Regions from separate parts of the Mus musculus genome. Here regions 2, 3, 4 and 5 are each linked to region 1. A link is a contact called in public Hi-C, HiChIP or PLAC-seq and promoter capture Hi-C data. All regions are on one chromosome and are shown on one strand. Each heading gives the region's core, a stretch centred on a gene start, on an enhancer-like site or on the middle of the called end of the contact. The rest is flanking DNA. Distances are from core to core; before and after follow the strand shown. Region 1 holds the start of Kif26b (kinesin family member 26B). Region 2 overlaps Kif26b (kinesin family member 26B). Region 3 overlaps Kif26b (kinesin family member 26B). Region 4 overlaps Kif26b (kinesin family member 26B). Region 5 overlaps Kif26b (kinesin family member 26B).

Region 1 (6,199 bases), core at 2,115-4,614:
AATGTGTATAGATCAGTGACCGTCCCCAGACTCACAGCTCTCCTCTCAATGCCCCTGGATCATAGAGCAAGCACTGAGACTTGGCCTGTCCAGGACTTGGCTGCATCTGGAGCCATTGCCCCCTCTACAATATGATCAGTTTCACATCACTTTAATTTCATCCAATAAATAAAATCTGAACATTTATGGCACTGCCCTCTAAGCAGTGTGAAATGAATTTTCCAGGTGGCTTTAACAAAAACAAAGGCCCCCGTCTCTCGCATGACCCCATAAATCACCAGGCATGCGCATGCAGCTAAGCTTCAACCTTTGTTTCTTCCTGTCTGTGTTCCCGCACCCCTTCCCTTCTTGAAGATACGAGTTGGTGCTTCTTTACTCTTGCACCAGAGGAGCAAACAACAACACGAAGAACCCCTATGAGCATGTGACTTCAATGTTCTAAGATAATTTTGGTGGCCTGTGACTTATTAGGATTACAAATATCAGCCACTGTCACATCTCAAGCATCAGGATCTCTCAAATGTGTATCCATCAAGCCTCTCTCACCCCATTCCACAGTCCCTTCTTTGCAACACTTGACACAGACGAGGATACATGATGGACTGTGGATTCATCAGAAGATAAGCTCTCCTCAGAGAAGGATAGCGTCCAAGAGGACCTGCCGTCTCAGGGGCTGTACTTTGAACGGGGTGGGAAATCAAGTAATATTAATGGAAAAAAAGAAACTAGGTCTGTGTTTGGGGAAAGGTGTTAAATCAAGACAGTGTAAGGCTGAGAGAGGATCCTGGCCCTGAGATTTACTCTTGCGGTGTCCTGGAAGATTAATGAAGGAACGACAAAAATGCCAAATTGACAATAACCCAGAGTTAATTATTCTCGAGATTAAGTTCTAGATTTATAAAACCAATTCTCCCGGGAGCGACTTTTCCCGTTTTAAATTTTACAGCAGTCTATGGCTGTCTGTGTAATTGAAGCCTGGTATACAAAACATCCATGTGTGTGCATGGATAAGCAGAAGAGGCAAGCAGATGTGGCTACTCCTAAGCCCTGCTATTCGGAATCACAATATTTCATTTCAAAAGTCACAAAAAAATAAACCAGAAAATGTCATTGAGCAGTGTCAGCAACCTCCCCCCCAGTAATGCGGTTTTCTTGATGTTTTTCTCGAACCACTGATAAAAACTCTTTGAAGTGGATGAGTAAATATTATCATGTGATAGTACTTGGACCCAACTGTGCAAATACAACTGCATTGTGTTCCGCTCTGGGGGCTCCAGGCCGGTCAAACCACGCAGACGGGGTTGCTATGGAGGAACCAATGTGCTTATTAAATAAGCCCAGGAGCAGGTCAGGATGTAGCTCAGCTCTTACAGCGGGCCACCTCTTAATCTTCCTCACTTAGACACATGGAGTGTTAAGAGAGAAATGCTGGCTTTGGAAAATATGTTTCTGTGATGCAGGGAAGGTAGAGCCACAAATAAGCCATTGGAACCTGGAACTCGCAGCAGCTGGCTGTTAGTGCCCCCTTTGGCATGCTGCTGCAGACAGGGTAGGGAGAACCTGTATGGCTAACCCACTGGGGGCATCCCCTGGCGCCGCGAAGCCGGGTGCTCAGCTAGGGGCCTTACACCCGGGCGCCTCGAGGCAGCATCCTAAGGTGGGGCGCATCTTCCCGCAGAGCACCCCGCAGTAGCTCACCTTTCCCGGGAGGGGTCCCGGCAGCAGCAGCTTGAGAGCCTGCCTCTTCAGCTCCACCAAGCGGGCGTTACAGTTCTCGCACCAGACGCCGCGGTCGGAGCCGGGGGAGGAGCCGCCGCCGCTGCCCGAGCCAGGGGAGCCGGTGCCGAAGCCGGGTGAGCCGCCCAGAGAGCCGGGCGAGCTGGTACCAATGCCCGGAGATGCAGGTCCCGGAGAGCCGGTGAAGGAGCTCGGGGACGAGGTGCCCGAGCCCGGGGACGGGGTGCCCGATGAGCCCAGCGCAGAGCCTGCTCCCTCCGGGGTGGGCCGGCTGCCGGCGCGCGACTCCTCGTAAGCCTTGCGGTACCAGCTCTCAGGAGAGCAGGGCGCTGAGGGCTTGGTGGGCGAGCACATTTCGTTCACCTGCCGGAGAGACGCGCGGCGTCAGGCCCTGTAGAGCCATCAGTCCCCCGTGCGGCGGAGGGCTGGTGGGGGGGGGGGGTCGCCGTCCTGCCCGCACTGATGCAAACCTGCCCTCCATCTATCTCCATCCTTCAAGTGACCAATCCTTAAGGAAGTCCTGTCCCACCCACCCTCGCCAGAGTGACCCGCACGCAGGTCCCCCTCCATTCCTCCTGGGGTCAGCACAAGAGCTTGCGGGGTGTGGATATCCTGCAGCTTCTGCGAGAACACCCAGAAATCCAGCGCCCTACTCTTTCAAACCCGGTACCCACCCCAGCAAGGGCCTAGGTACACAGTCCTAGAACACCCTATCGCAGGGTGGGTGACTGTGACTTCTGGATGTTTACTCATTCGGGGAACAGCCCCCACCCCAGGTCCTGCAGGTAAAGCAAACGGGCTCCCCGCTCCAGGGCAGCGATCCGAGGGAAGAGCAGAGGAATTCCTGGGAAATGCTCCCCCTCGGCTTAACTCTGTCTGCAAGTCCCGAAATACTGCAAAAGTTAAGGGTGTGAGGAAAGGGAGGAACCAAGGGCTGAAGACATTCCCGTAGCCAGGCGAGCTGCAGACCCGCCTCCATGCACGCACGACCCCGCCGGCCGTGGGGACGCCGGTGCACCCGAGAGCTGGGGACCCTGCATCCGCCGCCGGCTCCCGGGAAGCAGAGGACACCCACTCAGATGAGTCCCTGGAAACGCATCTCCTCGTGGACACCGCCACAACTTACCCCGTATTTCTTGCCCCTGGTGGAGACCGCAAGCCTCTCTTTATTTCCGGCTACCGAATTCATGGTGGCTCTTCCAGAGGAAAGGGTCTAAATGTTCCCACAAGGCTACATCCAAAAGGTCTGCCAACCCAGACGCGTCCCCCCTCGTGGTAGGGGTTGGTCCTCAAGTCAAGATTTCTTAATGGGGGGTTGGGAAGAATGAAAGCAAATGGACCCCAGAAGTAATAGCACCAATTTGCAGGAAAGGTTGGAACGGCTGGTGGTTCTCAAATAATGGGTCTTCTCATCTCTCTGCCTCCTCCAGCCACGCGTCCTCTCTTCGCGGTCACATCCAGATCGCTAGCATTTTCCTCCACCCGGCCAGCGCGCGTTCTCCTCTAGCGGGGCCGAAACGGAGGAGGACGGCGGCGAGGACGCAGGGAGGCTGCAGGGAAGGTGGGCGAGCCCTCGCCGAGCCGAGCCGGCGGTGGGAACTTGCCTCCTTCCCCGAGCTCGCTAACTGAGTTCAAAGAAATTCTCCCAAAATATAAGGATCCAGACTCGGGGAGGAGCCACGGCGTGTCGCCGAGCCAATATGCGCCGTCCCGTTTTCTCCTGACAGTTGCGCGCAGGGCAAGGAGAGGGCGGCTGTACGCGGCCGGAGAGCAGCCCGCGGTCAGGACGCGTGTGTCCGTCCGGGAGCAGCGCGGAGCCTAGGGAACCTCAGCCCCGCCGCCTCGGAGCCCGCCGGGCCGCCGCCGCCGCCTCGCCTGCCGCGATCCATTTACGGCGCGGCGCTTGGGCCTGGCATCGCCAGGCGCAGCCGGGGCGGGGGTGGGGTCGTAAATCTGGCTCCGGGCGGGGAAGTTGCTGGCGAGGGGCCCACAGCCCCGGGCTCCGGTGCTATCCAGCGCGCGAGCCTGTAGCTCGGAGTCGGCCGAGCTGCGCTGAAACGCAGCACCCAGGCCTCCCCGCCCCCCTCCCCGAGAGCTGGTCTCTTCCTGGCAAGGCGTGCAGGTCTGCCTTTGAAAAGCCGTGCAAACGGATTGAGTCACAAACAAGTCCGCAAACAGGCCGGGACCAACCCCCCCGCCCTTTGTTCTCCCAGACCTGCCTGGCAAACCTTGTCTTGATTCGCCCTCCTAGCCCCAGCGGGCCAGGGGACCCTCCTCCCCTGGACCCCGATTTGAGCACCGGGAGCCTTGAGCCCCCCTTCCCGCGCCCGCCCACGGGCCCAAGCCCCTGTTAATGAAGGGAAAACCTCCCGAGACCTGCACAGGTGAGCCCGAGACCCAGCCTGTAGCTGCCAGGCTGGGGAAACTGAGGGATTGGTCGCGCCGAACGCGCGCGGAAGGACTGCGCGGGCCTGGAGAGGGGGTGTGGCGCGAGCTGATCGACCTCGGGGACTGGGATCGTCCCCTTGCCCCTTTGCACGGTTGCCTGCCAGCACCCGGACCTGTGGGATCTCCAGAGCACCCAGCTGTCGCCCGCTGTCTGATTCCCGTCCCCCGCCCGGCGCAGCGCCCAGGAGCGCAGGAAGCCGGCGTACGCCGGGCTCCACACGTGGCTGCTCCGGGGTGTCATTTTTCATTTCCCGGGAGGACATTTCTTCTGGTGAGCCGGCAGGTCTATTTTGTTGTGACCTTTAATTAACACCCCACGAGACGCCTCCTGCGGGACCAGCCGGGCGCGGAGATCACGTGTGGTGTAATGGCATCTGGGTACCCCGGAAAGACCTGGCCTGGGGCTAGGCGGGGGCAGGAGGACATTTCGGGCTTCCCTAGTCGCTGTCTTCCTTCAACATATGCAAGAGAAAGGAGGGGGCAGAATACAACAATTGGGGTGCTAGAACCCGGGGCAACGCCCCCCCCTCCTGTCTTCCTGTGTGAACCTTCGGCGCCTCCCGGGCATCGCCATCCCCGCCCAGCGCCCTCTGCAGCTGGTGCACCCCGGATATTTCATAGCCTCTAAAGCGAGGCGAGAAGGTCAAAATGAAGATGTTGAGAACACTGTGGAAGTTTCCATTACGTTCCTACTTCCAATTTCAACGCGATCATATCTGCCGAAGACCTTAGGGGGACTGGTAGCCTCCAGGCAGCCCAACTGCAGCCGCATCTGTATTCTGCCTAGGTGCCGCGGAAAATATCGTCGCCATTAGCTACGCGCGGCTTATCAGCCTCAAAGCAGCATGTGGCCAGGTGAAATGGACGAGCCCGTGAAGCCCGAAGTGGGAAAGGTGGGGTGTCGAAGGGAGAGCCATTGCGGAGCTGCACGATTCGTCCTGAAGAATGATGAGCCCTGAGATCTGATGTGCATCTCAAAATATCTTCGGTCCCCGGCGTTTGATGGGCTCGGAGCGCCCTCTGTTGGTGAAATTTTATAGATGGCGGCTCCTCAAGAGAGTTGATGTAAAATCTACATACAGTGAAATGCATAAAATTTAAGTGTAAAATTCCATGAGTTTCTATAAATAAATACATACACGAATATATCTATATATGTATATATATACAATATATATATACAATCTAATATATATATACAATCTAATATATATAATATATATATAATATATATACATACACAATCTAATATATATATATATATACAATCTAATATAGTCCCCAAATTAAGGTGTAAATTCTTCTCACTGACCCGCCCCCCCCCTTCCCAGCAGTCCCACCCCACATTAACAATTAGCAGTTACTGTTCCGGCCTCCATCACCACAGTTCACTTTTGACTGATCTTGATTTTTTATTTTTATTTATTTATTTATTTATTTTTGGTCTAGAGAATCCGAATATCTTTTGTGTTTGGCTTAACATGGTTTGGGGTTTCCTGTTACTGTTTGCATGGGTCTGTTTCCTATTTTGCTGTCTTACACGCCCCCCCCCACTTGCCTTTCTTTTTAATTGAATAATGTTTTCATATTCTCTGGTCCTTTGACTGAGCCCCTAGCTCTAATGACTCTCATATGAATCTTTGACTTAGCCTGGGCTGTTCAGAAGTAGCATGGCAGACTTCATTAAAATGTACACTTTTGGCAGTCCCAAGTCTATTTTACCTCTGTCCTTTGAGCTAATGGTTTAAATCTACACATTAAAAAAATCCTCAATATGATTGTTTAAATTATGTGTTAAACAATCTGTCTTCCCATAGAACTATGAAAATATGGTTCTGTTCATGTATTTACCCAGGTTTTTTGTTTGTTTGGTTGGTTGGTTGTTTGGTTGGTTGGTTGGTTGGTTTTGGATTGTTTGTTTGTTTGTTTGTTTGTTGCAAGTCTGGATTTTTCTCCTCCTGGAGAACCAAAATTCCAGCTAAATTCTTTTCTTTCAGCCTGGAGAACTCCCTTT
Region 2 (6,199 bases), core at 2,709-5,208, 220 kb before region 1:
CCATCTGATATCTACACATTGACAGCCATCCCATAGCATCATAATTACAATACCCTTCCCATTCTCCACGATGAGCTCAGGAATAAGACGTTTAGAGTGTTAGAAAACCCTTTACTGTTTTGTCAAGGGATTTCTCCCCTAGGGAGACATAAAACAATGCCCCGCCCTGCCTCATATGGTCCTAATGACAAACTAAAGCTGTCTAACTGCTGCTCACCCTGAGAAAACCAGTGAAGCTTATTTACTGAGCATGTGAGCGGTGCCTAGAGAAGCCTGGGTGACCGCAAAGCAGCCACACAGGGAGGTCTTCACCAGCCTGCATGACAGCTTCTCCACTGTCCATGCAGATGGAGTTCCCTTCAGTTAACTTCCCTGAGCCTATATATCTAGTCCTTCCCTAGACCCATATGGTCAGATCACATGTGCTCAGAGAAGGAATAAATAGGACTGGCCAGGATAGGTGGGAGTCCAATAACATCTCTACCTCTTCTTTCCGTGCAGGAACATCAATAGTTACTAAGCCTGATCCTAGTGGTCTTCTGTCAGCAGGTATGGCTGACCTCATGAAGATCGAGGTTGCTGTGCAATGATGATAGCTGTGTATAATCCGAGTCTACTCAAGATATCTCCCACAGAGACCTAAACTTAACCTTGCAAAGCAGTTGTGTAACGGGATCAAACATTCTGTATTCACTTCCTTGTTCCTTGGTTTGTCCCAGCAGATTACCACTTGGCCCCTGTATGCTTAGTGACCAATGAGAAGCTGCTCTGACTGGCTATAAGGTTCAGAAAACCTGTGAGAAGGTAGAACCAAGAAGTCTATTTAGAACGTTTGCTGTGTCACTCCTAAGTAATCCAACACTGTTTAGAATTACAGTACAGGCCACACACGTGTATACACACACAAACATCACATGCATACACGTATATAAATGCACATCCATGGACACATAAACAAACACAGAGTTCACACACACACACACACACACACACACACACACACACACACAAATAAATAAATACCTAAAATAACAGAATCAATCACATGATCTTTAGCACTGTTTCCCAGATCAGGCACAGTCAACTGCACAAGGAAATGGATGTGCTATAATCAGATTCTATTTCCAAAAGTGGGGCTAGGTTGTTCTTGAGATAATCTAGTGCCTTTCTGGGTTTCCTTATTCTTCCATGGACTACAAGTGATGGTGGTTGGGGGCGGGGGGGCTGAGGGGGAGATATCAGGGAAAGAGGAAGAGACCTTAGTCATGGACTTTATACTCCACATGCCCGAGCTTGGTGTGTCCTTTTGTGCCTGCATAGAAACAGGAGCAGCCTTGCACTGGATCACCAGACTGTACCACCATTCTCCCATCTCCCATCCTGCCATTTGTTTTTGATCTTATGTCCTTTTTGATTAAAATGTGTTAAGTGCACACATGATGGGAGTCTAGTGTGGTTATTTCATTTCATAAATACCACATGGCTGAAGAAATCAAAGCTCCTTTTGACCACTCTACCCACTGCTTGATGCTCAGGCCAACACTAGCTGCTCTGGGTATGAGATGGGATGCAGGGGTGCCTGTCGTTTTGTTTGTCCCGTTTTACTTAACACAGTGTTCCCCAGCTCCACCTGCCTTGCCAAAACCGACAGGATTGTATTATTCTTTATGGTTGGATGGCACTGCATTGTGCATAGAGAGCCACGCTTTCTTTCTCTATTCATCCGCTGACAGGTACCCAGCATCTACAGCCAACTGATTCCTAACAGAGGTGCCAAGACACACACGGGAGAGGGGACAGCCTGTTCCGAAAACAGTGCTGGGGAAGCTGGGCCTTTCTGTGTGGAGCACAGCGAGCAAATCAAGTTCACTGTGCAAAAACAACCCACCCGAAAACCTAAATCTAAGAGCTGATGAGCTGTGACCGAGCTCAGGGGCTGAGCCCATGTATGAGTCTCTAGGTTCAACCCCAGAACCAGGGAAAATAGAATAAAAAAAAAATGAACAAAAAAACCCCTCAAACTCAGAAACTCATGAAAGAAACACATGGGAAACTCTCAAAGACTCCAGTGTAGGCACTATTTTAAATATCTTGTTTTATTAGTTTGTCTATTATTAGCTTTCGTCTTTTCTTTTTGGGTCTTTTGTTGGGGGAGCCATTGTTGTTTTATTTTTCAGATCTTGCTCTGTAGCCCTGGCTGGCCTCAAACTCATTCTGTAAACCAGGTTGACCTTGAACTCACAGAAATCATTCCTCAGTCCTTCCAAGTTGCTGGCACTGCAGGTTTGTCTGGGCTATCAGTCCAACTAATTTACAAGACCCTCCAATCACAGGAAACAAAAGCAAAAACAGGCAAATGTGGTTTCACCAAAAGAACAGGCTTATCCTCGCCAGTATGAGATTTTTATTCCACTCTTCAAACATATTTTTTTATTTCTGCTGCTCTAGAACATAGTTTTGTTTTGACTTACGAACTCAGCTCTTCTTCCAGCTCAGGTAACCACAATGCTCCCATTCATTGACTGGTCCATCCCAAGATTCTATATGTCCAGGTTCCACAATGTTGCATAGCCTATGTGGTCCCAGAGGAAGCAGCAGTGCCTTGTGCAGGAACATGCCACAAGTGCATGGGACATCAGTTCCGTGCAGTCTGGACAGGCACAAGGTGCTATTTCTATGTCCTACAATAGACAAGGCTGAACTCCTTGATATAGATGTAGAATCTCAACCACTGGTCCACAGACAAGTAGGAGTAAAAAGATAACTAGGGGGCAGAGACACGACTCAGGAGTTAAAAGCACTAGATGCTCTTGCAGAGAGCACAGGATTGGGTCCCAGCACCCACAGGGCAGTTCATAACTGTAAAGAAAGTTCCAGAAGATTTGGTGCCCTCATCTGGCCTCTGTGGGCACTGCATGCACAGGGTATGCTTATATACATGCAGGTAAACACACACACACACACACACACACACACACACACACACACACTCATTATCATCATCATCATCATCATAACAATAGTAATAATAAATGGATCTAAAAGAATAACTAAATTGGGAAGCAAGCAGAGTTCAAATTCCAACCTGTCGGGAAGAAAAGCCACAACAGAGGAGATAGGTAGGCAGCGAGCCTTGCAGAAACTACTGATCAACTCCCTTGGATTTGCTTTCCTTTTTTTTTTCCTCTTCTCCAGACCGCAGGATGGAAATAATTGGGTGTTTGCAAACAAAATGCAGAAAGAGGAAATGCTCCGTCTAAAGCTGTAATTAGCATGTCATTGCTGTCTGTGATGTGTGCACACAGAGATGCATTCCTACCGAAGTGGCTTCCTCTTCCACCCCTGCCTACTTCCAAAATGGGCCTGAGTGACAAGATACAATGGAACAAGACTACAGACTTAACAGTGCTAAAACCTGCTCCTACCCGCAGGTACTACCTACAGTTCACCGGTTGTTCCGAATGATAATGGAGGTGACCAGCCTAGGGAAATTACCATGCTGGAAATGAATGCTTGGCTTTTATTTGCAGGCTAAGGACGCTAACGTTTCTCCTAACTGGGCTCACGTCATATTTGATGAATGCTCAAACATGATTGTACCAGTAGCATTTTCTCTGAAAATTGCAACAATTACTCATTAGCAAATGAGGGCCCTCGGGCAATGAATCCGCTCCGAAGACTGAGTGCCCTGTTACCAACACATGCAACAAATTAATCCTGAAAGTTTGGCACTTGGAATGGGGATTAGAGTGTTGCAATTAAAATTCACATGTACAAGTTGCATCCGTTATTGCTTCTAAAAAATTTATTTGACCTTTCTGTGGCAAGTCGCCTGTCCTAGGTTAAAAGGAACTTTAAAGTGCATGAAGATATGAGCAACGAACCTCTACAGTGAAGCAGGCAGGAAAGGATGGAACTGAATTCGGAGCATATGGAGCCTGGAACGGACTTTTGGTCAGACTCATTAGTGGATGCTGAATAAATTCAGTCACCATCTGCTTGTTCTTCCACACCCTGGAACAGCAGTACCTGCCCAAGGCTCATCCTGCCTTTCCCCACCCCACCCCCCTGCCCCCTTAGAGTCTTTGGCTGCTATCTTCATGTCATTTTAAATATAGTATAGCTGGTCTCTTGCTACCACCTGGAGCTTGGACTGCTGCTAAGAGATGGGTTTGAGGACAGTTGACTAGGTTTCTGCCCCTTGCTATTAAGCCTGGGCAAGATCCTCAGTATTTTTATCTGTTTCCCAAAGCAGAAAAGATGCAGACTGGAATGCGTGTTCATCCTTGGAGCAGTTCTGGCCCTCCAGCACTCAAAAATAATAACTGGCCTAATTTTTGCAAGACTTCCTCGGGGAAAATGCAAGTATTTCTGTATTACCTTAAACCACAAAAAGCAATTTGGCAGCTTCTAGAAAAGGAGAAGGCAGACATCTCTATGTTGGAGCAACCTCATCACTACCTTTGAAAGCTTGCACATGCGCACAAGGGGAGGTGATGGACACACATTCCCAACAGTGTGCACAAACACAAAATATTGGGATGATGGTGAAGAGGGAGGATAAATAAGTTGTGGTATTTCCACAGAATAGATCAGCCCCACTTTATTAAGATGCTTCAATCCCAGAAGCATAACGCTGAGGAAGTAATGTTGCAACAGAAACATGGATGGTAACATTTGTCAAAACTCTAAAACTGTGACACAATGTTTCACGTTGCTTAGAGAAACATGTATGCCGGGTGTTTAAACCGAGCACTTCTGGAGGGGAAGAGGAGAGAGATGAACAAGGTCTGCAGAGGCCTCAACCATACTGCTGTCTTATTTCCTTAGGAAATGATTGATGAGTGGGGACCTTATGACTTCTAAGCTTTCTTCTTCTAGTCACAGTTTGTATGTATAAACTACTGCTTGACTTGAAAAAGCATCTGAGCTGTACTATTGGTTTTGTTGTTGTTTCCTTGTCTGTTTTGATGTGGAATCTCAGTCTGCGGCCCCAACCTCAGAATCATGATCTCCCTGCCTCAGCCATCTGGGTTGTGAGGTTGCAGGAGTGTCGGGCACAGTCAGTGCCTACTTTTGCTTTGGTTGAGAACATCTGTCCTCTGTGATGAGCTGCAGTCTGAGGCCACAGATATGACACGCTGTTTACCTTGCAGCTTCCCTCCCTAGAGCAATTCATTATAAAAGTTTTCCTTATTATAATTCCTAATGGTCAAGAAAAAAATTCTCGTGTTACTTTACGAACCAACCCTGTACATCAATGGCATATTTAGATAATGGATCGTTCTCTCATTTAAAAGCATTTATGTAGTCCCCTGAGTGTGCACAGCCCCATGCCAGGGTTGGGAAACGATAATGGGGTTATATTATAAAAGGAGCTTGGCCACTGCAGTTTCATTAAAAATTAAAATATTTTGGGTAACTCAGTTCATACTTTAAAAATAACATAATGGAGTTCTTTAGAAACTAGGAAAACCCCCCAAATACTCCAAGAAGAGTATGAAAGAAAAGAAACAAAAAACTTTAGCAGAAACCACTAACCAAAGGAAACGTGGGGGAATTTTCAAACGTTATACAATTTTAAGCTATCAAAGGGCAAAGGTAACACTCAGTCTTGGTACAAATCCAGGGGACTGAGTACTCAGCACCCGGGCAGAGTGTGGCCCTCTGCCCCAAACAGCTTAACAATAGCAGCAGCCCCAAAGATTTTCCTGCTAGACTTACAGGTGAAGACAGCAAACAGGGACATGCATGGGACTTCTCATGCAAGGATACTCAGAGAAAGAGCTTTATCATAGCGAGTCACTTAAATATACAACAGGGTAGTCATTAAATAAGATGTTATGATGTAATGGGATAACCAGAGGCTCGTTTGGGTTTGTTTTTCCGTTCATATAAAATGACATGGGCAAACATTCAAGAAAAAAACAAAAAACATCAGCTGAGAATATTCTGCTCGGGTAAACTGGATGCTGTAAACGATGTATGCTGTCACCCGCCCACACACCCACCACGGGTTCCCAGAACTCCCTGGATACTCCCACTCCACAGGTGCTCAAGTCCCTTACAGAGATGGGAAGTGAAGATCACACCAGCACTGGGTGGCTGTCACCCCAAGTGGGCCATTGTAAGCTAAAGGAAGCCCAGAGAAACATACCAAGGCTTGCAGGCTGTTGGGTCCTGTTGGGATAGGTCTGCC
Region 3 (6,199 bases), core at 1,238-3,737, 200 kb before region 1:
CAGAGAGAGAATTGGGAATAACATGAGCTTATGAGACCTCAAACCCTGCCCCAGTGGCACATCTTCTCCAATAAGGTCACACCCCTTAATCCTTCTCAAACAGTTCCATCAACCAAGCATTCAAACACATGACCCTATAGGGCCATTCCCATTCAAACCACCACAATCTCCCAGGTTTAAATTTTATTTTGTGCAAAGGTAAGATGATACTTTTCTGCTTTACTCTGTTTCCAATACTCTCCATGATAATGTCCAACAAAGCTTGCAGATCATAACTATCAAATGAAATTCTAGTGACTCCGTCTTTAGTTCATCTCCTCAGTTGGGAAATATCTCAGGGGCAATCACCTCAAAAGAATGATTAGAGATGGGGAAATGCTCAGTCAGTCAATTACTTGCCTAAGGATCCCCCAGAACCCAGGTATAAAGGTAGACAGGTAGTACACGCTTGTAATAGTGTGCTGGCCAGCCAGCTAGACAGCTTGGCAGAGTTCCAGCTGATGAGCATCCTTGTCTCAAACAAAAGGCAGAAGGCTCATGTGAAAAAATAGCTGAGGTCATCCACTGACTTTACATGTATCCACAAACACAGGGCTATCCCACAAGAGCATGCATGGCCTCTGTCTAGACAAAAATGTGTACGCATGCGCATGTGAATGTGCACACACACACACACACACACACACACACACACATTTTGCCTTAGCTGTTTCTCCTCTCTTATGTAATCTCTTCTACTCATTTCTCCCAGACTATTCAGCCCTGATTTTATTTATTTATTTATTTATTTATTTATTTATTTATTTGGTTTTTTTGAGACAGGGTTTCTCTGTATAGCCCTGGCTGTCCTGGAACTCACTCTGTAGACCAGGCCAGCCTTGAACTCAGAAATCTGTCTCCCGAGTGATGATTTTTTTATTTCCTGGAAAAATATAACTCCAAGTTTGGAGCTTTCCCCCTTAATTGTTTGGGGCTGTGTGGTTGAGCCAATTCCGTGCCTTCCGTGGGATTCTTGGTATTTATGCTTTCCTTCCTAAGGAAATGACCGTTTGTCCCAAACTTTGTTCACTCTAAGACAATTTTCTCACCTTCTCAAATACTTTTCAGTGTGTGTGTGTGTGTGTGTGTGTGTGTGTGTGTGTGTGTGTGTGCATGTCTACACATGTAAAGGCCAGAGGTTGATGCCAGCATTACCCCCTCTCTGGCTCTTCACTTTGTTTCTTGAGCAGGATCTCTCATTGAACTTGGAGCTCACTGTTTTGGCTAGATGGCCTGGCCGGGGTCTCTCGGCTCCTCAGCACTGAGGTTAGAGAAGTGACTACCATACCCAAAAGCACTTTGTGTCACTAAATTAGTTTATGTTGTTTATAATTCTATAACAGATGAAATCACATGATGAGGAGTGTTCTGGTTTTAGCAGGGAGCCTGGTTTATTTTCAGTCACATGATTATTCTGAGATCCACGTAAATTATCACAAGTAGCAACAGTCTGAACATTTGAAGGGTATCCTGCTGTATAAAACATCTCATGTTTTGCTTATTTACTTATCTGTCAGAGAACATTTGCAAGGCTTCCAGGTTTTGATTTTTATGACTTATTCTCTATCAACATCCATGCATATCTTAGCGTACACCACTGTGTCTCTCCAGTCAATGCTGTTGGTGGCATGGTGGTAAAATCCAGTCTGATTGCTTCTGCTATAACATACTTAAAAGCCTTGCCTAAAAGCATAGCCTCCCACCCTTTGTGCATTTTCCCAAAAATGTCAACATAGTTCTAAAAGGACAAGATGAAAAAGTAAAAATAAAGTTGTTTCTGTGTCCTGCGGACCATCTCAGTTTTGTGCTCTAGGGCAGAGCAGAGCACAGCTGACCCAGGAGACAGAGAATCCCCTAGGAAGGGGAGGAAACAGGAGTTCTCTAAGATCAGCTCTGGTACACAGGTGCCAATCAAAGTGCCACCACCAGCCCACCGGGCTCGTATCATCTGCAAACAGAGTGGAACTTATGGCTTATAACAGAGAATGAAGAAGGAAGTCCCTGGATGGATGGCTTTGTCTCTGCTGCTCTTAGACCTGTTTTAAATTTTGTGTAAAACTCCTGAGCAAAAATGGAGAAGGATGAAACATCATAAAAGAGGAAGGAGGGAGAGAGATGGACAAAAAAAGCAGATTAAATTCCCAGTCTATGCTTCATGTAATGACTTTCCTTATCTTCCAGTAATTTTTTTTTAAAGCAAAGGTCAAAAGACCTGGAGTGAATAGTTACTTGTATTTAGAGCTATGGCCAGAGACCATGTTTAGGCTGTCGCCCTCAATGCCTCTTTTGTGAAAGGGCCATCACAGAATATAACGGGTGGTAATTTTGAAGCTCCAGGTGTAAAGGAAATAGTCTTGTTATTTTTAATTTATGAGCTCCTGTGGCAATACACTCACTCGCCAGGAACCCCTCCAGATGTGTAAAGAAATACCAGTGATGCTTAAATTTACTGCAGCTGGAACAGCCCTTTGCTTCCCTGCTCCCACCCTCAACCACATAGCTCCATAAATCAGGCCTCTTCATGGCCTATGTTGAACGGAAACAGAGAACATGCAAAGTAGTAAATCCACAACAGGTATCTGGGACTGCGGTTGGCAGTCGGTACCACAGAGAGGCAGAAAGAGGCATGGCATCTAGTCTTATGCTCTCTGTCTCTACTATAAAAGCCAAAACCAAACGCTCATCATCTCAAGGAGTGTGCAATAGGAGATACACAACTTACTCAAACGGCTTGAGGGTTGGGCTACCACTGTCAAGGAGAGGATGTGAGGAATGAGGTCTAGAAGACTGGTTAAGCCCAGAGGGTCTGAGATAAATTCTACCTGAGGACCAGCAGGTGTCACCTCAACAGCCAGAGTGACTTCTAAGAAATAAAGTCAGGAGTGGCCTCCTCAGGCTTCAATAGGGGAGTGATAGAGCACAGCAAACGCTGTGTGCTTCCTTCTGAAACTTGGCAGCTTGGGACTGACTCCAGGATGTCTACCAGCACAAAAAAAAATAATAATAATGACAAGAACATACAATTTACAGAGCTGGATATCAAGGCTTTGGACACGATAGGTCAAGGTTTAGCACAGAGCCAGAGCTCAACTTTACTAATAAGTAGTAGTATTTTGCTGAGCTGGGGATAGAACCCAGGGCTTTGCACTAGCTAATCAAGTCCTCTATTACTAAGCCACACCTAACTCCAGCCCTGTAGCTTCTACCACTACAGAAGTCCACCATGCCTCTACAGAGGAAAGGCTGCTGTGGACAGGCACTTCTCTGAGACTGTTAACAGATGTCTGTGTCCCCAGGTAACATGGCCCCCCCCCTTAGTGGCACTGCTGCCAATCGAGGGATTGGTACTATTTGAAGGGATCAGCCCTGGTCACCCTGCAGGGAGGAAGAACAATCTCTGGCCAGGAGGGTTAGTCTTCAGTGGACACAGAAAACAAAGGAACTAGAAACCACCAAAAGGACACAAAGGAACTAGAAACCACCAAAAGGACACAGTTGAGCAAAAGAACTAGGTTTAAAGAAGCAGGGTCTGGAAGGAGGCCTGAAGCCTCGGGTGCAGTGGTTATGTAGATGTGCTCCACAGTGCTCAGGAGACACTGCTTCTGAGGTGAAGGATGGACTTCACCAGTGGACAGGGGAGGAAGCTGGCAACCTCCATGGCATACACCATCGCCACCCCGAGGTGCACTCCCCAGATACTCTGTTTGAGGCTGCCAGGAGCTCAGGCCTCTCCCTAGAAATGGAGCATGTAAAGATGGAATGAGCTATTCAGGAAAGGGATTTGGGCATCAGGCTAGTAAGCGAATAAAGGAAGAAGATCATTTTCGACAAAAGTGAGTTATGGGAAGACACTTTTAACTTCTAAGCACACCAAAGGCTTAGGTAAGGCAATAGCAAATGTTTCTGTATACTCTGTCCTAATTGTGTATGTTGTTTCTAGCTGTTCTTATTGGGCTGAGATCTCCTTAATGGAATTGGCTGTCCTAGTTCTGTTTTGGTTTCTTAAGTATCTAGGATAGTACCGTGTGTCCTACCAATAATAGATGCTGGATAGATGGGTAAAGGATGACTGGATGAATGGACAGATGGATGGATAGGTAGATATATGGATGATGAATAGATGGATGAATGGATGGATGGGTGGACAGATGGATGGATGGTTGGATAGATGGGTGGATAGATGAGTGGATGGATGATAGATACTCTCAGGATCTTACACAGGGTTCCCTTGGAAACATCCCTGGGATTGACAACTGGTATCACTTGTCCGTCAGTCTACTTAGAAAATCTAAGTGGTGGAAGGACCTTTTACCAGTGTTATTCCAGATATGGAACAAAGAAGTGGCTTTATGTCAACTGGTCCCTGCCAGTCTTGTCTAGGAGCTGCTCCCAAGTCATTACACACCCCCTAGACCCCATCCCACCCCGACTTGACAAACTAGACCACACTGTGGGCAAATACTAGGGCTCAGTAGTCAGTGGAAACTCTCAGATATTGCCACAGACGTTAATTAGCTCATGAGAAATATGAAGTTTTATATAAGAAAGTTAAGTAGGAAAAAGTGTGTGTGTGTGTGTGTGTGTGTGTGTGTGTGTGTGTGTGTGTGTGTGTATGCATGTGGTATGGGTCTTCTCATGAGCTCCTGAAAGGCCTTTGAGGAAAATGCTTGGGGCAGGGTAACAGCAGCAGAGAGGAGAAGGAGGGCCCCACAGCCAGGCTGGACACAGCCAGCTGAGACTCTTAGACACAAGGAAATCCCTGAGTCTCTGTCATCAAGTCCTCTCCCAGCATCCAGCCTGATTCTTGGAGCTCTTCAGTGGTAAAAATGAGAACTGTAAACACCCAGGTGTTCATGGTATTGATATAGCAACTGAAGTTTTCTCTTAAACCTAGACAATAACTGTAAAATTCTGAATAATCAGGTTTCAAAACAGTTTGCTTTTTCCCATAAATACTACCTTGCCACTTCAGGTTGAGCACCAGAGAGACAGCTATAATAATGTATGAAAATTTATTTGAGAAAAATGAACCACATTTATTTTTCTGAAGTATCTAAAAGGCCAGAGCTGGCTTCTGAGCGATGGCTTATACTGCATCATTTTCTTTTATCCACAGGGGCTCGCCTCATGCTGATAATCTCCTTTCAACACAGGTCTGGGGACAAGTCCTTCCCTTGTCCCTGCCAAGGCCCTTTCTTTCCTCTGCTGGGCTTTGGAAGGGACAGACCATAGCCTGGGTGGGCTCTGGGTCTGGAGTATGCCAAGAAAATGACACGGGCTATTATGTCTAGGCTCATGAAATCCTCTCTTCCAAATTCCAGTGTGCTTCATGAACAAAGAGATCAGGTACCATGGAAAGAGGTCCAATGGGGCATTCCACCCAATCCTGTTGCTTAAAAAAATGATGTGCACTTATCAGAAGTAGCAACCTACAATGTAGAAACCTACAACAGAAAGCATCTACCTGCCTAACCATCTGGGTTACCTCTATCAATAGCGCTAGTCTTTCCCACAGTCGAGGGCTTAGGCCCACATAAATTAGGTTTGAGATTTTGTTGTTGTTGTTGTTTGTTTTGTTTTTTGAGTTTTCTTGAGGGTTTTGCTGTTGTTGTTGTTGTTGTTTTTACATATTCTATTCTTCTGAGAAGCAAGACAGACCTATGTTTCCAAGCACTCATGGTGCATTCTTTTCACATTGATCCTCTGGCTATCACAGAGCACCATCTGAGTGGTGGAAGTGAGTCTGCCCTCCCTTCTCCTGCCCCCATGAGCTCAGGGAGAAGTTTTAGGAGAGAAATTGTGAATGCCATCACAGAAGAGAAAGCAGAGATACCAAACAGGTCTCTCTGTGACTCCATGTGATTTATTTCAAAGCACAGCATCATACCTGATGTCCCGTCATTTGTGCTTCCCCACATCCTTGGGAAGGCACAAACACACAGTGCCCAGGATGGATCTGTTTCCCTCCACAATGCCATTTATCAGTGCACTCAGCCTCTATCCAGCGCCATGCAGAATAATACATCTTTAGTTTCTCTAATGCCTTCCCCATGATTCTATCCCCAAATGCTTTACATACTTCAATAAGACAGCTTTAGAATTAAAATAATCAATCAGCACAAGGAACAGAAAGCAAGGAGGTTTACTGAAGGAGGAAGAC
Region 4 (6,199 bases), core at 1,168-3,667, 170 kb before region 1:
GAAAGCAATTGTAGAGGCTGTGCTGTTTCCATATATGTGGGGTAATCATACAAATAGGTCTCAGTTCCTACATCCAAGGCCTGGAATCAACCAGGCCATCTCAGAAAGAAACCCGTGCCAAAAGCTACGATTTTCAGAACAGACAAAGATACTCCCACTTGTAGTAACCTTTCCCCAGTGGACAGCAATTTCTTCACTTTGGAAGGTCATGTCCATGAACCTAGTGGAGTAAGCTTTATTACCTTAAACAGTCTTCTTGACAAAAGAATTGAAAACTGAGCTGTTTAAATTTCTAGAAGGCTTATCACTAACAGAATCACAGAAATTGGGCAAGAATAAATCAACAGGTGTGTCCATTTTATAGTTAAAGATTTAGCAAGTTTTGACTACAGCAAAAAAAAAAAATGAAATCAAAGCAAAGAGGTGCATGCACATGATGCACACACACGTACACATCTATACATGCACACACATGAGCATACCTAAGATATTCTTTGTGCAGGACATAAGTCCTTGACAAGGGGAAATGGACACTAAGAAATATATCTAAAATACACAAAGACACATCTGAGAGTCAGTAAACAGGTCTACTATGGGAACATAGAGAGTAAAGGACCTAATAGACTAGCTCTTCAAGGAAACCCAGTCTCTCAATTACTGTGCAGGTGATGTAGACTCTCCCCGCACAACAGTGATGCTCAACCCCCTTTCACCAGGGTCACCAAGACCATTGGAAAACAGGTATTTACATTATGGTTTATAACAGAAGCAAAATTACAGTTATGAAGTAGCAATAAAAATAATTTTGTGTTTGGGGTCACCACAACATGAGGAACTATATTAAAGGATCACAGCATTAGGATGCTTGAGAATCGCTGCCCTCTCTATATACTTCTGAGAACAGGACATGTAGCCATCTGTCTACAACGATGCTACTTGCACCTACCAAAATAGGGAGATGAACCAGGTGCTCCTCAACTGTGAGTTGACAGTGTTGTCTTGTGTGTATGCGTTTGCTTGTGTACACATGCAAGCTTGTATACATGAGAGTTGTGGACATGCATATAGAAACAGAGGACAGCCTTGGATGTCACTCCTCAGGAGCCACCCACTTTGCTTTTGTAGGTTTGTTTGAGATAGGGTCTCTCACGGGCCTGGAGCTTACCAAGTAAGTTAGACTGGCAGGCAGGCAGGCAAGCCCTAGGGTTCTGCCTGCCTCGGCCTATCCAGAACTGGGATTTCAAGTGTACAACCTGATAGACTGGTTTTGTTTCTAATGTAAGTTCTAGGGGGACAAACTCAGGTCCTCATGCTTGTGAGCAAGGTGTGTACTTACTGGCTGTCTCTCTCTCTCTCTCTCTCTCTCTCTCTCTCTCTCTCTCACACACACACACACACACACACACACATCCCCAAATAGCCCTTAATCTCTGATAATCCTGCCTCTAGCATCCATGTGCTTGGATTGCAGGTGTGTGTCACCACCATGCTTTGTGATGCTGGGTACTGAATACAAGGGTCTCTACATTCTAGGCAAGCACCCTACTGACTAAGCTGCATCTCTAGATCTTGACCATGAGAGTTCCAACGTTTAAGAACTTCCGATGTCTAGAGTCTAGCCCATCACAGTCTCTAGGGACTGGGCTGTCCTTCAACTTAATGCTTCAGAGAGAGCTTATCCCACAATGAACTCAGCACGCACCACGCTGGCCCAGTTTCTCCGTCCATTTCTAGGGTAGCCTGCAGCATTATATGCCTACAATAATCCTTTGTCTTTCATTCCGAAGTTCATGCAATTTAAAATACATCTTGCTATTACCAAGTCCATTTTCACATGTCAAATCCTGTCCCTAAATGTCAGTGCAGGAACTGTGTTCACCTAGATTATGCACGAGCGATTTTCAACTCGTCATTAGGAAGGAACTGGCTGTGTTTATGGAGGATGCTTTATTTTCAAATTCTAGAGGAACCTCCCTCCAATCCAGGTCACCACAGGGATCCTTTGCCACATTCGAGGGGTCAAGCATGAAAGGACGGTAGTGGGAATGAGAGGCGTGGGCTCTCCGTCCAGAAAGCCTGCCAAGTCCTGCAGACAGGGGAGACTCAGATGAAGGCACCAGAGCTAAAGGAACTTTGTTCTGTGTGCGCTTTGTTTAAATCCCAGAGTGGGAGATGACCCACAATAAGCCACTTGAACCCTTTTCTCTCTGTAATTCTCTGGTTGAAATACAGTATGTGGGAGTTCTTTCAGTGGCAGTTATGAAGCCTTTTCAGAGGCCAAATCTGAATGCTGCACAGCTACGAATGAGGAGTGGGGCTGCCCAACAACAACCTGCAGAGATTTAATGGCTACCCTCCCCATCCTCACCCCTCTGAGGCCTCCCCACCTTCCCAGCCCACTGCCAGGAGCATGAGCCCAGCGAGCTCCGCCCCTCTCCCCTGCAGACTGCTGCTGTTTGCACTGTAGCTAGTCTATTGGAAGCCAGAGTAATAAGAACAAACTCTGCTAAACTAAATTGCTCCTTTGTTCACCATTATCATAAAATTTTTATGTAGGAACTAATAAAAACATGTTTTACGTGCACAGTTACATGGGTTTACACAGGCAATAATATCCAGCAAGTTATAGTCATAAATTCAGTTATAGACACTTAGGAATAAATATTTTATCTTCCCCAATGGCTTCATTTATTGGAAGGAAGGTGTGAACACAGAGGCAGATAGCTGGTCTGAGACTTCTAAGGGCCCTTAAGTCCCCCTGCATGCCTCTCCATGGGACCAGACAGGTTCTTTCACAAGTTTCTGGATAATTTTCACAATTCGTTAGCCTCCTAAGAACTCTGTGAATCAGGCCTCCCATCCACGTAAATAGAATGTTTTTGCACAAATGCTATTAAAAGTAAGTCAGTTTTGAAATGAAGATGGAGTTGTCCTGATTTTTATTATTTTTTTCATTAATTAATTTATGTTTTCACTTTACCTCTGATCGCAGCCCCAGTCCCACCCTTAAAAATCCCCTCCCCTTCTCAGAGGAGGGTATGCCCCCTTGGGTACCATACCACCCTGGGATATTAAGTCCCAGCAGGACTAAGCACATTCTTTCCCACTGAGGCCCTACCAGGCAGTCGATTAAAGAAAGGAGGACCTAATGGCAGGCAACAGAGTCAGAGGCAGCCCTCACTCCACTTGTTAGAGGACCAACAGGAAGACCAGGCTACACATCTGTCACAAATGTGCTGTTTTAGGCAAATAAAACATATTCAGTGATCCTTCCAATCAAAGATTAGGGGTAAATTGACAAGAAGTTTGATTAAGGGGGCCTTAATGGAACCAGAATCCAACAACCATCAAAATCGGTCGCTAGCTGTCCTGTCCATCCTTCAGTCAAAACTGTGCGGTACAAACTTCTTCTGCATTAAATGTTCCTTTGTCCTAGAGTGGAGCTCTCCAACAGAAAGACAGAGGTACCACAAATGCATTTGCTGCTCTGTTGGACAGCAGTAACCAGATTTAAAAGCACAAAGGAAGAGATGAAATTCACTTCAGTGACCTTATCTCTCACCCATGATATCCAATGTACATTCAATATTATAATCATATTTAAAAGCAAAACCAATAAAACTTTTCCAGGGAGTAAGTCTCTGAAACCTGAAAAGTGGTCATCACTTATGGCACAGAGCCCTTTTGACTAGCCAGCCCCACTTCAGATGTCAGTAACTACATATGGCTATTGGCCACCATACTGAACATCACATATCTAAGATTCATGGAACAGAAGCAATGGCTTGGTCGCGGAGAGCTCATTCTTACAGAGGACCTGGGCTTGTTTCTCAGCTCTCCCATGGTGCACCAAGCCACCCATAACTTCAGTTCCAAATGATCTGACACCCCCTTCTGACCTCCACAGGCACCAGGCACACACGTGATAGATACAGGGACAAACACACAGGCAAAACCCTCATGCAAATAAAGATACAATGATGAAACCTAAAGGAAGAATGCTTTTAAAGACATCACTGTTTACAGCTAATAAAAATGCCAATAAGCAAGTGCCAGACGAGTGCTCTACCACCGAGTTCTTCCTCAGCATAGGCCCCATCTGATGACTTTATACACTGGGAGCAGAACTCACTTAGGTTAAAACGATAGCATTTGAAATTTGAAATGTATATAAAGAAAATATCTAATAATAATAATTAAAAAACCTGTGAGATTACGACACTTCGAGACCAGAAATCACTAAAATTCCAAGACTTTCTAAAAAAAAAAAAAGTTTTGTTTTGTGCACTTCCTTCTCTAGCCAGGGATCAATAAGCAAAGATGAGGTGAACCCTAAAAGACCAGAAGTAGATTAGAAAGCGTCACCACCCTGGCCCTCCACCAGCCTTCCAGACCCCTGTGGCCTTGCAAACACAGCCCACACTGAAGTCCCTTTCACAGAAAATAGTGCTCTTGTAAAATGAGAACCTATTCTTACATTTTACTCTCTCTTCAAAGAACTTATGCCATGGATTTCTGCAACCTTTAAAAAAAAATGTCAGCTTGTGTCAGTCTCCCAGCACATCTCTGATCCTTAGACACTGAGGAAGCCATTCATGAAGGGAGCTTTGAAAGCAAGGAAATCCAGTGGGAAAGTTAGGGACAGTTGGCGCCACGGCTCTGGCTTTTATTAGTAAAACCTTTGGTGGTTTAATCGGCTTCTTGGGCCTGAGCATCACCATCCATCTAAAAATCACCTCGATAATTCTAATGTGCATTGTATCTTGCGAGTGTTTTTATTGATGTGCTTTTGTAATTAATAATGCATGTTGGTGCATGTTAAAGCCGGTTGTCAGAACGGCAGGGACCAGACCTGCTGAATGTCCCTTTTGATTGAGCTGGCTAAAGCACTGCCTGCATAGAAATGCCCGATTATCATACAAGTTACTGCCCTTGACGCATCAGAAGCAAAACAATGCCGAGAGAGGAGCCTCAAATAAATACATCTGCTGCTGGATTCACAAGATGTGTTGTCTCGATACAAAACAAAGATTGTCAAAATGGTTTTTTTTTCTCCTTTTGGAGTAAGGAAGCCCTGACAGTGGTCAGTTTTGCAATAGGCAAACATGAAGGATCCCATGCATCAAATAACCATAAGCACAGAAAACTGCACACCCAGAGCTCCTCACACACAAAAGAAAGCACCTTGCACAAATGTATCTGAGTTTGATGGTGCACACCTGTAAACCCCAGCACTCAGGAAATGGAGGCACTAGTACTAAGACAACCTAGGTACTGAACAACCTAGCTCCAAAAAAACAACCCCTGAGGTATGGTTCATTAGCACAGTTCATTAGCAAGCATTGTAGAATAGGAGTAGTGTTTTGTTTTGTTTCAAGACAGGTTTCTCTGTGTATGCCCTGACTGTCCAGAAACTCACTCTGTAGACCAGGCTGGCCTCGAACGTACAAAGATCCAAGTGCTGGGATTAAAGGCATGTGTCACCATGCCTGGCTTTATGAGTGGTCTTGGACTCCAGAGAACAGAGTTTTAGCTTTCAAGGGAATAAAAGACTGGCTGTGAAGTTGATGTGCCCTGTGATCGAAAGTGTACCTAGCTAACACTTCATAGTATACTGTTCAAATGACCAATAGCTATGATAACATCACTGCGGAAAGATCTTCCAAACAAAAGCAACACCGAATGGTTAAGTGCAGTCTTATCCTAATATATGGTCTATAGCAGTGGTTCTCAACCTATGGGCTGCATCGACCCCCTGGGAGGGGGAGTCAAACAACTCTTTCTCAGGCACCACCTAAGATCATCAGAAAACACAGAGATTTACATTATGATTCATAACAGTAGCAAACTTTCAGTTATGAAGTAGCAATGAAAATAATTATGGTGGGGGCGGGGTCCACAGGAAACATCCACCTTATTTTTGAAACAGGGTCTCTCACAGGCAAGGACCATACCAAGTAGACTAGACTAGCTGGCCAGCAAGCCCAGCTTCTTGCCCCAAGGTTACAAATACACAACATCCCGTCCAGCCTTCTAAGGATCAAAACCAGGCCCTGGGGCTCTCATGGCAAGCACCATACTGTCTCCCTAGTCCCACAACTGCATGCATTTCTTTGATGACTGCTTATGGTTCTTAGGTTGTGTGGCCTAGCTCCAGATGTGCTATTTCACTTGAGATACTTGAAGAAAATCCAGCCAA
Region 5 (6,199 bases), core at 2,124-4,623, 140 kb before region 1:
CTTGATTTTCCTTGGACATAAAACACTAAACTCTACATGGCTCATTCCCTTAATGCTCTGCTCCAGCGGAAGCTGGCAGTGAAGCTGGGTTTGGAGGGTGTATGACAACCCTCAGACTACTATAAGCCCCACACGCTGGTAGAAGTCACATCCTGGACACTCGTCCCAGCCCCTATTCTTCCCTCTCACTGGCATTATAGACAGTTCCCTTCCTGATGACAGTGTCGTGGCTCAGAGAGCCACCAGCTGTTTCTAGGCAAGCGTGCAGTGGAAAGGACTTGGAGTCCCAGTTCTTGGTCACTTAAAAATGTGGATTTGGTACATAGCTTCAAGGACGGCTTCTGGAGTCTGTTATTTACATTTGTCTCTTGCCCAGGGTAACAACGGGGACAACGGAGGTGGCTTTGTCTATAAGATAATTTCAAACCTCTGGCCAGACTTCCCATCATGGTAACTGTGCAGTTTCCCTTCTGGAGAAAGAAAAGCAGTGCCACAAGAAGACAAAGTCATCTGAAGATGTAATTTGGTGACAGAAGACACCAAGAATTTCTTTGTTCTTTCAAAATAACAAACCCACATTTACGTAGCTCAGACCATTTACCAGGCCTGTGCTGGCTTTGCTTTGTTTGAGGGAAATCACAGACTCTGACCTAAATGCCCAAGGCTGGAGGAGACCCTTAGAGAGCCTTAGAGGCCAGAGCTGAACAATACGTGTGTGTGTGTGTGTGTGTGTGTGTGTGTGTGTGTGTGTGTGCGTGTGTTATATACTATGATTATATGAGCAAGTGTTGCGTGCATGTAGGGACCAGTGGTACCCTCCTCAGCACCTTTCTGCTTTGTGTTTTGAGAAAGGGTCTCACTAAACCCAATGCTCATTTATTTGGCTGGCCTGGCTGGCCAATGAGCTCCAGAGATCTGTCTGCCTCTGCTTCCCCACAGGCAGTGATTATAGACTATGCTATTGCACCCAGCTTTTACATGGTTACTAGAAACCACCTTACCCATTCACCCATCCCTAGCCCTCATTGCATGTTAGTATCTCCATCCTTGATACACTAGAAATGGCTTAGCATACCCTGGAACCGCAGTTAGAACATCCCATCAAAACCTGGCACAAGATGCCTGTACTAGAACCAACAACTTCTCTAAACCTACTTCTGAGGTCCTCCATCACCAAACTCATGCACACTTATTTGAGGAAGAAGGACTACATAAATCTAGAGGTCACTCCTTACCCTCTGTGGGGAGAAGATGAAGTCCCAAGTGTATTGCTGACACGGACATGGGCAACGACCCCAATGTCTCAGATCCATGGAAATGGCAAAGCCACCTTCTGGTCCAAGTGCTAGGATTAATGAACAACTGAACAATGTGTGCAAAAGCTAGCAACCACAGCTTCCTCCTCCTGGATGGATGGATGGATGACTGCAGCCTGAGACTGATCCCCTACAAAGACCTCCCGCTGAGACTAGCTTAGCCCCTCCTCCGTGTGTGCTGTATGTAATGAACGACTTGAGAAACTGGGTTGTGTAATAGGTGCCACCCATCAAAGCAAGCACAGCCCACTCAATTCCAGATTTCCAAATGTCTGATACCTGTCATTTCTTTATTCCTGCATTCCACCAATCAAATTCCCGAGACTCAGCGATCCTCCTTCCTTCCACAATAAGCTTTTGGGAAAAGGTCTGGCTGAAAATTAAGATTTTCAAACACAGGAAGAAAACTCAGTCTTCTTCCAAGCCTGCCTCTGTCACACTTCCAGCTTGATCTTGAAAAGGGAGGGCCGTAAAATGTTTATCGTGATTCACGTAGTCTGGCGAAAAATCCAAACCAAAAATCTAGCACAAAACTCTGCCCTGAGTATGTTCTAGGGAACTGTAAAGGGGGGGGGGGGAGATCATACCAGACAAGACCTTCTTAAATAGGTCTTGATTTTGACTTTTGCTTGTGGATTTATCAACACCCTTGGTGTGACCCTGACTCCGTCTGTTCACATTCACCATCTATCAGAAGAGAGGAAAAGCTTAGGTGTGACATGCTGCACGTGGTCACAGTCCTAAACTGTACAGTAGCATTTTACAGTGCAGAGCTTTCCAATATGAGGGCAAGTAAAGCTTTGTCGAGTTCTCTAGTCATTCATCTTGCACGTTCACTCACACCTCTTCATTCAACAGCGTCGGTCATTCCTCGCTTGTTTAGTGTCGACTTGTGCATTCCTTTGGTCCATGTCACAAAGCTAACGCAGTTCTAAAGTTTATGGATATTACAAAACACACTACAATTAAAGATTCCAGAGAGAAAGCAGTCTGCCCTCTGCATGTGGGGACTCAGTAAATAGCTCTGGACTTCATTCTGAACACCTAGGTTTTAGTTTAAGGCTTAAGCTTTGCTATTTTCCAGTTTGATCACTGTGGTAAGTCATTCAATCTTTCTTTATCATTTTTCAAATGTGTGTGTGTGTGTGTGTACACACGCTCACGTGCGCACATATACGTGCACACATGAATGTGTGGGCATGCATGTGTACATGTGTGTGGGCATGCATATGTACATGTGTGTGGGCATTCATGTGTACATGTGTGTGGGCATTCATGTGTACATGTGTGTGGGCATGAATGTGGAAGCCTGAGGTTGCTGTCAGGAATCACCCTCAATTGCTCTTAATTTCTAGCCATCGAGGCAGTCTCTCACTCAAATCTAGAGCTCAACAACGTCACCATGGCCAGTTTGTCCAGGGAATTCTGTCTTTGTCTTCTGAGGCTGGAATCACATGCAGGCCACTAGACACACCCAGCATTTACATGGGTTTCTAAGGCTCTGAAGCCTAGCCCTGAGCCTCCTGCAGCAAGCACTTTACCTACTGAACTACCTTCCCAGCATCTGCCTCACTCAGTTCTTCAGGTCTGAATTTCCTTATCAAACAGGCAAGTAGACTCCTCTTCCCTGGGCATTTACATGAAGATGGAATAGATCACAGACACAAAAGTACTGTATGATGGGCCCTGCAAACACAGCATGCCATTCTTACAGATGCTAAGATTTTCCTGTGCTTAATATTCAAAAAAGCACAGCTGGGATGTAAGCCAGGCCTGATGGTGCATGGCTCAGCTTGCAGCTAATGGTTCAAGGCCTACGTATCAGAAGAGGTGACATAGAACAGCAAAGAGACCACCCAAGTAAGCATTCAAGTATGAAGGGCCAAGATGCAAGTGCCAAGCCTGGTACAATGTCCCTCTCCATTTGCTGACCCCATGTCTGGCCAGAGGCAAGCTTTCAGCTAAGTACCACACAGATGGGTCAAAACAGACAAAGACTACCACAGCTCATGATCTGCCTGGTCTTTATTAGCACCCACATTAGAATACTGTGCCCACAGTCACAAAACACTTGTGACAAGTCACTTCCTTGCCACTTCCTCTTACTGCTGAGGTGGCCGGGCAGACGAATGGAACTTTCCAGAAAAAAAAAAAAAAAAAAAAAACCAACAGTCTCCTGCCATCCAACTGTCTGCTAGAAGCCACTTCAGAGGCAAGCCAAGAGAATAGATGACTTAGAGATGGTTGCCCAGAGTCTCTGCATCTAGGAAGAACTGAACCATGAATGCTCTGGCTGCAGACTAGAAGAGATGTTCCCATTAAACAAGAGGCCTGCCTAACCAGCAGTTTTTCCCAGAGCCCAGCCCTGAGTGGTTCTGAGAAGCAAGCCTGAGCAGCCCTCAGGGTGCAGAACAATAGAACATCCACAGTGCACCAGGACATTTGCATCTGGAAGAAAGCTCTGTGAAGCCTTGTTTGGGCCTTGATGGTTTGGGAAAGTGCACGTTGGACAGGAAAGTGGTAGGCCTGAGAGTATTACCACCCCATTCTTAGAGATTACTGGCAGTCTCTACGGTCTGAAACAGGGTGTGCTTCAGAGTGGGCTACGGTGTCTCCTGAGAGCCATGCAGCCACCTAAAGGTCCACTTCTCTGTGCTTCTTGGCCTTGTCTATCCGGAGATGGTTGGGACTCTCCAGGAACTGCCTCCACAAAGAAAAGCTTCAGCCTGGCAAGAGCTTACATTCAAGGACTCTGCAGTCCTGGGACTGTTCCCAGACAGACAGACAGTACATAGCTCTGGACCTGCTGAGCTGCCCTTGACCAGAACTTATTGTGTCCACCAACCCAGCAGCACCAGGCCAGCTGACTTCACAAGCACTGCCTGAATCCCCTATCTTTAGGGAAAAGACTGTGGCAATTATATACAAACTGTACTCAGGACTGTCTACTCACAATGGCAGGGCCAAGAGGTGTCCCACAAGACTTTAAAACTGTTCCTAGACAAAGCCTTTGGGAGTCTGTCTCTGGAAAGTGCTTTCTCATGTGGTTCCCTGCTGAATTTGTACAAAAGCTTATTCTCAAAGGACTTCATTTTTTTGTGTTCTTTGAGCTTCAAATACAGTTATAGTCAATATTAATTCTCCTGTGTTTGAGAGCTGAAAACACAGCCCAGCTGTGACAGCGGCTTGATTCATTCCAGATCTTTCCCTAGTATTATTTACAAGCAGAATTTTAGTTGCTGCTTCTGCAAATAGTAGAACCCAATTTATGTTAACTGAGTCCAGCCTTTTTTCTGAGAAGCTAATTCATTAATCCAATATTGTTGAGGCATTATTAAAAAAAACCTTTAAACTCTTGGCAGTTACTATCACAGTGGATTTTTGTTGTTTTCTTTTGCTTCTATTAAATGCTTCAACATTAATGAGTTCTATGTATTTCAAAGGTTTGGGAAAGTAGTAAAGTAAGATTATTGATGTTTTCCTCTTCGAAATATGATGGCCCTTTAGCCAGACCATAACTTGTTAATGTTATTTAAACCATTCCTATTTATAACCACCATCAACTAAAAAACATGTTATAAAATCTTCTGGAATCTTTTATTACAGGTTTAGGCACATTTATATGTGTCTGAAAACTTAATAAGGGAGGAAATATGATTCGCTTACATATTCATTATTTTATTCAGTCTCTAAATGGGAATAAATTTACAATCAAAGAAAAAAACATTTAAACCTAACTCAGCTCATGGAGTTTTGGAAGCATACAGCTATGCATTCCTGTGGTGATAAAAGCATGGGATACTATGGAAATTAATGTATTGAACCCCTAGAAACAGTAATGGGTCAAATAAGCAATGCCTAGCCATGCTAACATGGAGTAAATGATCGGAGGTGGCCCAGCCCACATGAAACATGGGAAACAATAAGGCAGGCAGAGGAAAGGGGGCTTTTGGAATCAGAGTGAGGGGCACAGGCGGCCTCTCTGTGAAGGGAGACCTGAAAGGAGTTGCTGTGAGCTACAACCAGCTCTTTGAAGAAGAGGGCCAGGCAAAGAAGTAGGTACATTCCAAGGCTCTGGCCTGAGACAGCCATTGTGCTTAGGAGCAGCAAAAAGCCAGCCTGGCTACAGTGGAACAAATAAAGAGGAAAATGGCGGAGAAGAGCTCAGTGGGACTGCTGTCGTCCAACAAATGCCCCCCAAATCCATTCAGTTGACATTCAGATGATCACTATGCTCTTGGACCTTTGCAAAGTGGCCAGGACCCAAGGGCACGAGGACTATAACAGAGGCCCCAGAGAGCTCCCACACCCTTCCAGCATGGGAGGACACAGGGAGGAGATGACATATAAAAACAGGATAAAATCTGCCTTGATCTTCAATTCCCCAGTCCTCAGACCTCTGAAAACATGAACTTGTTGCTTATAAGTCACCAGGATTGTGATTTACATTATAGCAGCACAAATGGACCAATAAGCTATTAAGTCAAATTCAGGGATGAAATTTGGAATGGAGGCATAGTTGAGGAAGTCAATGATAAAAGTACTAAAATTATGAAAGGGGGTTGGGTCACATGGAGTGAGGGCAGAGAAAAAGGTCGAAGATCAATACCTCCACAGTTGGCTTAGAATACACACACACACACATCACATACACACACACACACACACACACACACACATCACATACACACACACACACACAATGATGATGATGTGACAATGATGATGATGACAACGATATATATACTTTTTAAAAGAGCACTTCTATTAATTTTTCTTTAACTTGAAAGTTAATTTGACATCATTTTTGTATTCCAGTAGAAAGATGGGTGCTGATCTGCTTGCTTCCAAATAAATCCAGTTCTTATCAAAAGCCATTCTCT

What was found. Promoter capture Hi-C pulls out the DNA fragments that hold promoters and counts their contacts. A called contact is a pair of places that touch in the nucleus more often than the background predicts. HiChIP or PLAC-seq counts read pairs in DNA pulled down with a chosen protein or histone mark.
Region 2: a contact with region 1 is called in a Hi-C map of cerebellar granule neurons, with 4 times the contacts expected there. The contact joins the enhancer-like site here to the promoter of Kif26b in region 1. A contact is called at or near these places in 14 of 39 promoter capture datasets (the 3T3-L1 cell line, 3T3-L1-derived adipocytes, the HPC-7 cell line and 9 more), 1 of 15 datasets of contacts at CTCF or cohesin (the NIH/3T3 cell line), 32 of 484 Hi-C or Micro-C datasets (the G1E-ER4 cell line, cerebellar granule neurons, cerebellum and 11 more), 18 of 115 datasets of contacts at active chromatin or transcription factors (bone marrow-derived macrophages, cardiomyocytes, craniofacial prominence and 10 more) and 3 of 9 other capture datasets (adipose tissue, embryonic stem cells and liver).
Region 3: an H3K4me3 HiChIP or PLAC-seq map of embryonic limb bud shows a contact between it and region 1, with 4 times the contacts expected there. The contact joins the enhancer-like site here to the promoter of Kif26b in region 1. A contact is called at or near these places in 7 of 39 promoter capture datasets (3T3-L1-derived adipocytes, the HPC-7 cell line, embryonic stem cells and 4 more), 11 of 484 Hi-C or Micro-C datasets (the G1E-ER4 cell line, the HL-1 cell line, cortical neurons and 3 more), 16 of 115 datasets of contacts at active chromatin or transcription factors (bone marrow-derived macrophages, cardiomyocytes, craniofacial prominence and 8 more) and 3 of 9 other capture datasets (adipose tissue, embryonic stem cells and pancreatic islet).
Region 4: a contact with region 1 is called in an H3K4me3 HiChIP or PLAC-seq map of embryonic limb bud, with 5 times the contacts expected there. The contact joins the enhancer-like site here to the promoter of Kif26b in region 1. A contact is called at or near these places in 17 of 39 promoter capture datasets (the 3T3-L1 cell line, 3T3-L1-derived adipocytes, the HPC-7 cell line and 10 more), 2 of 15 datasets of contacts at CTCF or cohesin (hippocampal excitatory neurons and stem cell-derived epiblast-like cells), 25 of 484 Hi-C or Micro-C datasets (the HL-1 cell line, the MC3T3-E1 cell line, Sertoli cells and 13 more), 18 of 115 datasets of contacts at active chromatin or transcription factors (SST interneurons, VIP interneurons, bone marrow-derived macrophages and 12 more) and 3 of 9 other capture datasets (adipose tissue, embryonic stem cells and pancreatic islet).
Region 5: a promoter capture Hi-C map of maxillary cranial neural crest shows a contact between it and region 1, with 5 times the contacts expected there. The contact joins the enhancer-like site here to the promoter of Kif26b in region 1. A contact is called at or near these places in 16 of 39 promoter capture datasets (the 3T3-L1 cell line, 3T3-L1-derived adipocytes, the HPC-7 cell line and 11 more), 7 of 484 Hi-C or Micro-C datasets (embryonic fibroblasts, embryonic limb bud, gonadal supporting cells and 4 more), 12 of 115 datasets of contacts at active chromatin or transcription factors (PVALB interneurons, bone marrow-derived macrophages, cardiomyocytes and 6 more) and 1 of 9 other capture datasets (adipose tissue).

What each region holds. Positions count from the first base shown.
Region 1 is chr1:178,526,290-178,532,488 of GRCm38.p6, reverse strand. It overlaps Kif26b (kinesin family member 26B), which reads right to left and starts at 3,364. Exons shown (of 15, transcript NM_001161665.1): 1 at 2,864-3,364; 2 at 1,699-2,100. The coding sequence starts at 2,926.
Region 2 is chr1:178,745,495-178,751,693 of GRCm38.p6, reverse strand. The region is part of intron 4 of Kif26b (kinesin family member 26B); the gene reads right to left. It also overlaps the pseudogene Gm34176. Among named protein-coding and RNA genes, the nearest start is that of Gm46249, 27 kb to the left of the region's middle. Within about 2 kb of position 3,958, at least 7 of the 459 cell types and tissues checked have an H3K27ac peak or open chromatin away from gene starts, as enhancers often do. A contact at or near this core is called in cerebellar granule neurons, cerebellum and hippocampal neurons, where this site is marked.
Region 3 is chr1:178,724,784-178,730,982 of GRCm38.p6, reverse strand. The region is part of intron 4 of Kif26b (kinesin family member 26B); the gene reads right to left. Among named protein-coding and RNA genes, the nearest start is that of Gm46249, 48 kb to the left of the region's middle. Within about 2 kb of position 2,487, at least 4 of the 459 cell types and tissues checked have an H3K27ac peak or open chromatin away from gene starts, as enhancers often do. A contact at or near this core is called in embryonic limb bud, where this site is marked.
Region 4 is chr1:178,696,514-178,702,712 of GRCm38.p6, reverse strand. The region is part of intron 3 of Kif26b (kinesin family member 26B); the gene reads right to left. Among named protein-coding and RNA genes, the nearest start is that of Gm24405, 63 kb to the right of the region's middle. Within about 2 kb of position 2,417, at least 3 of the 459 cell types and tissues checked have an H3K27ac peak or open chromatin away from gene starts, as enhancers often do. A contact at or near this core is called in embryonic limb bud, where this site is marked.
Region 5 is chr1:178,662,000-178,668,198 of GRCm38.p6, reverse strand. The region is part of intron 2 of Kif26b (kinesin family member 26B); the gene reads right to left. Among named protein-coding and RNA genes, the nearest start is that of Gm24405, 28 kb to the right of the region's middle. Within about 2 kb of position 3,373, at least 11 of the 459 cell types and tissues checked have an H3K27ac peak or open chromatin away from gene starts, as enhancers often do. A contact at or near this core is called in bone marrow-derived macrophages, where this site is marked.